Regions from separate parts of the Mus musculus genome. Here region 1 is linked to region 2. The links are chromatin contacts, called in public Hi-C maps. All regions are on one chromosome and are shown on one strand. Each heading gives the region's core, a stretch centred on a gene start, on an enhancer-like site or on the middle of the called end of the contact. The rest is flanking DNA. Distances are from core to core; before and after follow the strand shown.

Region 1 (2,700 bases), core at 69-2,568, 310 kb before region 2:
TGAGCTTCCCTGTCTGCTGTACACAGAGCAGCGCAGCCTCACAGCAAACCCCTACACTGACTGTTTCACAGCTTCCAGTGGCCTCAGGAAGGGGAAGAAACAGGTGGAATTTGTCTCATCAATTTAAACCTGCCATATCCAAAATGTTACTTTTTGATCATATAACCAATAAAAAATTATTTATGTAATGTTTAATACTTTTTAACTTGTCTTGGAATTCAAAGAATATGCTATTTTCTATATTTTCCACAATATAGCATCTGTTGGCTGCTGTATCAGACAGTGTGGCTGGAGTCGCTTTTATGAATACTCATTTAGCTCCAATGCCTCGTGGCAAGCTGTCAGAGGCAAGGTCCTGGAGTTCTGTGGTCAAACAGCTTAGGGCGCGTTCAACTAATGGCCGAGGGAAACCTGCTTTCTTCACTCTTACCCTAAGGAGTTTATGAAGTAGAAAATGCATTACAATTTGTGTCACTAAGAATCTGTTCATAAAATATAATACATATTAAAATAAGTATCTGTCCCCTACCTTTGAAGCCTTTTAGACCTAAAGTCATTAAATTCATTATCAGTCAATATATGTAGTATGTCAATGATGATAATTGCATAAAAATGGTAATTACCTATGTACCTCATTACTTTAAATTAAGAACATTGTTTTATGCAAACTGCCAGTGAAGTCACTTGTCTGAATTGCCAGACTCTAGAAAGACTGTTTCATTAATGTCTGCCAGACAAATGCTGAAGGAGCCCTCATTCCAAGGTGGGATTCTTATGACAACTAACATATAAGGCACAATGTGCTCGGAGTTTTGTCCTTTCTAGACTGGAGACATCACCCCAGAACAATCACACAGTGCTCACTGACCACTGCAGCCCTCAGTGACCAATTTCCCTGGTCCACATAGTATTTTTAGCCCTTTTGTGCTAAGCTAATTCTTTAGACATTTAGTAACAATGATTCTTAGGGAGCTAAATAGATAACATTCAAAATTTTAATTTCTACATGTGTTATTTATAATTCAGAACTTTCTTTATAATTGCAGATTATTTAGAAATTTTACCTACAAACTGAAATGTCATAAAAAATAACCTGTTTCTAGTAAAAGTACCAGTAGTACTTTTAGGATTATCATCGTTAAACCAGCCTGAATAAAACTTTTCACTGTTCATTTTGAATACTGACACATAAGGGCAGAGCATATTCACTTAGGGGAAGGCAGATGATGTTTAATCAGAAGTGTGTCACGCAGAAAGCATGCAGGGTAATTAATAGGAAATGTGGACTGAGCGTAGAGTTACTGTTGGAGTCTTTCCAAAGAGCTAAGAGGAAGCTAGATCTCAGGCCTCAGATAGTCAGGCCTCCATTCGTGAAAGTGTGGCCTTGAACATGCTCATGTGCTAAATGGAGGGAGGCACACACCTGCCAGGGGGGCAATGTGAAGGGTGCCAGCCCAGACAGACAGCAGGCTATAGCACAGGAAGCTCTCAGCGTGGACCTGCTTCCTCCTCTCTACAAGGTTCCACATCACTGCAGATCTGCATCTTCCCTTTGTTGTGATTACCTACAGTCAGGAAAGGGGGAAGGGGAAGAAAGGAAAGGAAAGGGAACGGGAAAGAAGGAAAGGGAAAGGAAAGGAAAAGGGGAAAGGAAAGGAAAAAGGAAAGGAAAGGGAAAAGGGGGGAAAGGGAAAAAAGGGAAAAGGGAAAGGAAAAGGAAAAAGGAAAAAAGTGTTTCTAGGTCAGAAGTGATTACAAGGCAGGGAAGGTGGCCAGTGTCCTTGGAGGTATCCAGTAACTGCAGTCTGGGTACACAAGGCTGGTGGTTGTTTGATAACTTTGTGTCAGGTAAGATATATCAAACTTTCTCTTTGTTTTTTTCATTTAATCTTAGCTAATTCTTATAATTATCCCAAGATTATTGTCAGTTTGTAGAAATGAAGTGATCAACGCAGTTACATGACAGAGTTATGTAAAGGAATTTGCCCAAGATAGGTAAATTGTGCAATCGAATCTTAAAATTAATTAGGCATATTTTGCTCAATTTATCACTATTATTTTTTATTTTCAATATTTCAATTTTGATTAATTTAATGATCACATATGCTACATTTATTACGTGACTTTTATTAGTAAATTAAAAGTCTACAAAGCAAGTCAATCAGAAGAGACACCTCAGACAATTTTTATTCCTAATTTTAGTGATATCCACTTGTCTCTCACATAACCTAAAGTCTTTACAGAGTAGACTTCCAGCCTATGTATGTGATTTTCAGGTTCTGTATTTCTTGCTTCCGTTTTCTTGTATTTTGTTTATCATTCATGATCTTGTCTCTTCCATCTGACTTTTCTGTCATCCAAAATTAAAGATGACAGATTACAGACTTAGAAAATTGATGACACCTATTCACGCTAAATTTCAGAAAAATACTGTGAAGGGTTTATATTTCTGGTTGCTGCCCAGTGGCAAGGAAAGGAATATAAAAAAAACAAAAATGATGTCTAACACATTAAGAAGCAAATGGAGATGTGTGTTAAAGAAAAAAGACAATTAGGAAAATGCCCTGCAGACTAGCATCATGAAACTTGGGAATGAGTTTTGTCATTGATCCTTCCCATCATCAGCTTCAGAGTACAGGGTAAACATGCCAACAGAAACACACATCTGCCTGTGTTCTAGTTTAGGTGCCTAAGGATTCC
Region 2 (2,700 bases), core at 190-2,689:
GTTCATTTTAGCCCAGAAGGAGGTGGTAGATACAGCATAGGAAGGAGGATGTGAGCCAAAGACACCACACCTGGAGCTTGGACAAGACCGATGCCTTCTGAGGCTAACCCAGTGCTGTTTCTGATATTGACAGTTTTAGCCCTGTTAGCACCCAGGGATGTGAAAAGTGATGGAGATCACCCTGATGACTGTCAGCTCTTACAGTTTCTATCATCTCATTCAGTCATGAATCCATAAAAGTGGTGGTCATGATGCAATAGTTATAGGAACATGTATCAACAGGCCATGGTGTACCTGACTTCATGGGAGTCTTGATGAGAAGCTAAGGAAATGTCCTGTCTAGAAAGATTCTCTTATCCAGGAAAAATACAGCATTCCAGATGGTTATATCTGGGGGAAAGCTGGACTGATGGTCTGCTGACATGAGACTATGTATGTATATGCACACACATACAGATACACACACACACAATACAGAGCTCTTAGAAAAGTACTTCAGCTTTTATAGCCTGACCTGGTACCAGATAATCACAGGCTGAGGCATGAGAATCTCAAGTTGAAGGCCATCCTGAGCTTCGTAGCGAGCTGATGGCCAATCTGGCCTACATAGTGAGACGCTGTCTCAAGATGAATCTAAGAGGGCTGGAGAAGTGGCTCAGCAGTTAAGAGGACTGGCTGCTCTTGAAGAGGACAGCTTCAGTTCTTAGCACCCACCAGGCAGCTGACAACCACCTCTAACTCCAGTTCCTGGGGATCTGATGCTCTCTCCTCACCGCCACAGGCACTGCACGCATGTTGTGCACAGACATTCAGGACAACAAAACACATATACACATGTTTTTTCCAAGTAGAATACTACACGGCCTTGAAAACAGTAGTATATATATTTGTTCTATTCTTTAGTTCTAAGACTGTTTATGTGTATACAGATTTATATGCACATATGCATAAATATACTTAATATTTGTTCCATCTCTCTTACTTCAATAAGAAGACGTGAAATATAGACCCACGGTGCACACAGGAAATGGACCCAGTCACACATCTGACATTAACCCTGCAGTCAATACAGAGCAACTTTCACGTACAGCTGAGAAAACAGAAAGGAATAGTCTGCTTAGGGGTGGGCTTCTCCTAGCTTTTCCTTCCATTTAAATCACAGAGCACAGAGTCAAACTCTTGCCAACTCTGAATAGCAAGGGCCACACTCACTGGGTTGTCATCAATGTCTAAGCAATACTGTGTTGAGCTTCCTTGGCATGTCCCCTCACTGTGTGTCCTCATTCTAAGTCAGAGAGCAGCTGCCACAAGGGCGGATCTACAGGCCTCTGCTGGCCTCTCTATATAGCACTCCGGCCACCATTTGGAAGGTGCTGATGCTCCTTTGATGGACCACACTCTGCTAAAAATGGTTACATTCTGAATCAGAACCAGGAAAGCAGCCCGCATAGCAGGTGAAGATAGGAAGAAAGAGCATCTCTAGCTACTCACTTCTCATATTGATTCTGCTCTCGTGTGGCCCTGAGAAACACATATCTGTTTTGGCATCCGTTGTCATTAGAAAGCCCTTGAGCAATGCCTCTGGGAGCTGGCTAGTGGTACTTGGAGGATGTATCATTCCTAATTGCATGTACACTTGTAGCTAGATTAATTTCCATAGATAAAGTAAAAGCATCACCTTGCATCGCACAGCCACTTCCTGATAACCATTAAATCAAGTGTGGTTCTGCACCACGAAAATAATAATTCTGAAGCTGTTTACACCCATCACCCCACGTCTTTCAGGAAGCTGGCTGCAGAGCTGACCAAATATAGCATCAATGTTCAGATACCATTTAGTAACTACAAATGAACTGGGTTAGATCACACTCTGCACATTTATAAAAAAAAAAAAGATTCAAATTTTAATACATTAGCCCCAGAACACACTGTACAAGCACCAGGAAAATTGCAGTTGTCAACGGGAGAATTTAGACTCGGGGTAAGTTCATCTAAGGAAGTGAAATCTTCATTTAGATTTTTGCTTTTCTTTAGTCCACTCTCTTTCCCCTCTCCCATGCCTACGTGTTTCTCCTGGAATGGGGAAAAACAGGTTACACAGTAAACTTATCTCACACAGAGAACTGGATAGGGTATATTTATCAGGAATAGGCAACTGAGGAGCTCAACAAAGTGGTTTGTAGAGCTCTTTCACAGGTCAAAAGATGGCTAGGCTACATGAGTGTGTGTGCACTTGTGTAAGGGCACGCATACATGTGTGTTCCTGTCTGTGTGAATGTGTGTGAGCACATGTACACTTGTGTTTTCTTTTAAAATACTTTTATTTACTTATATTTTTATGCACAGTGGTATTTTGCCTGCATGTATGTCTATGCACTGTGTATGTCCCTGTTGTCCCAGGAGGACAGGGAAAGGTATTGGGAACCCCGAGACTGAAGTTACAAATGATTGTGGGCCATAATGTTACTCTGGAGGCCAAACTTCTGGACCTCTGAAAAGGGAGTCAGAGCTTTTGAACCCTGGCTCCCCTCTCCGGACCCCACTTGTCTTTTCTTTAGCAAAGCTGGGCTAAAACTAAGGAAGGACCCTGCTTCTAAGCTGCACCCCCACATTTCTCCTGATAATGAGGGGAATTGGTAAGGTTGTTTAATGGCAGCTTTCTATTGTGCTTCACAGAAAATCTACCTGCCTGTGGGTGGC

The links. A called contact is a pair of places that touch in the nucleus more often than the background predicts.
Region 1: a Hi-C map of the N1E-115 cell line shows a contact between it and region 2, with 2.0 times the contacts expected there. The contact joins two enhancer-like sites. A contact is called at or near these places in 2 of 484 Hi-C or Micro-C datasets (the N1E-115 cell line and nephron progenitors), 1 of 115 datasets of contacts at active chromatin or transcription factors (the NIH/3T3 cell line) and 1 of 9 other capture datasets (pancreatic islet).

What each region holds. Positions count from the first base shown.
Region 1 is chr3:55,691,934-55,694,633 of GRCm38.p6, reverse strand. The region is part of intron 46 of Nbea (neurobeachin); the gene reads left to right. Among named protein-coding and RNA genes, the nearest start is that of Gm46804, 14 kb to the left of the region's middle. Within about 2 kb of position 1,318, at least 14 of the 459 cell types and tissues checked have an H3K27ac peak or open chromatin away from gene starts, as enhancers often do. A contact at or near this core is called in the N1E-115 cell line, where this site is marked.
Region 2 is chr3:55,382,835-55,385,534 of GRCm38.p6, reverse strand. The region is part of intron 4 of Dclk1 (doublecortin-like kinase 1); the gene reads right to left. Gm9831 (predicted gene 9831) reads left to right here. Exons shown (of 5, transcript NR_165824.1): 2 at 2,677-2,700. Among named protein-coding and RNA genes, the nearest start is that of Gm9831, 19 kb to the left of the region's middle. Within about 2 kb of position 1,439, at least 2 of the 459 cell types and tissues checked have an H3K27ac peak or open chromatin away from gene starts, as enhancers often do. A contact at or near this core is called in the N1E-115 cell line, where this site is marked.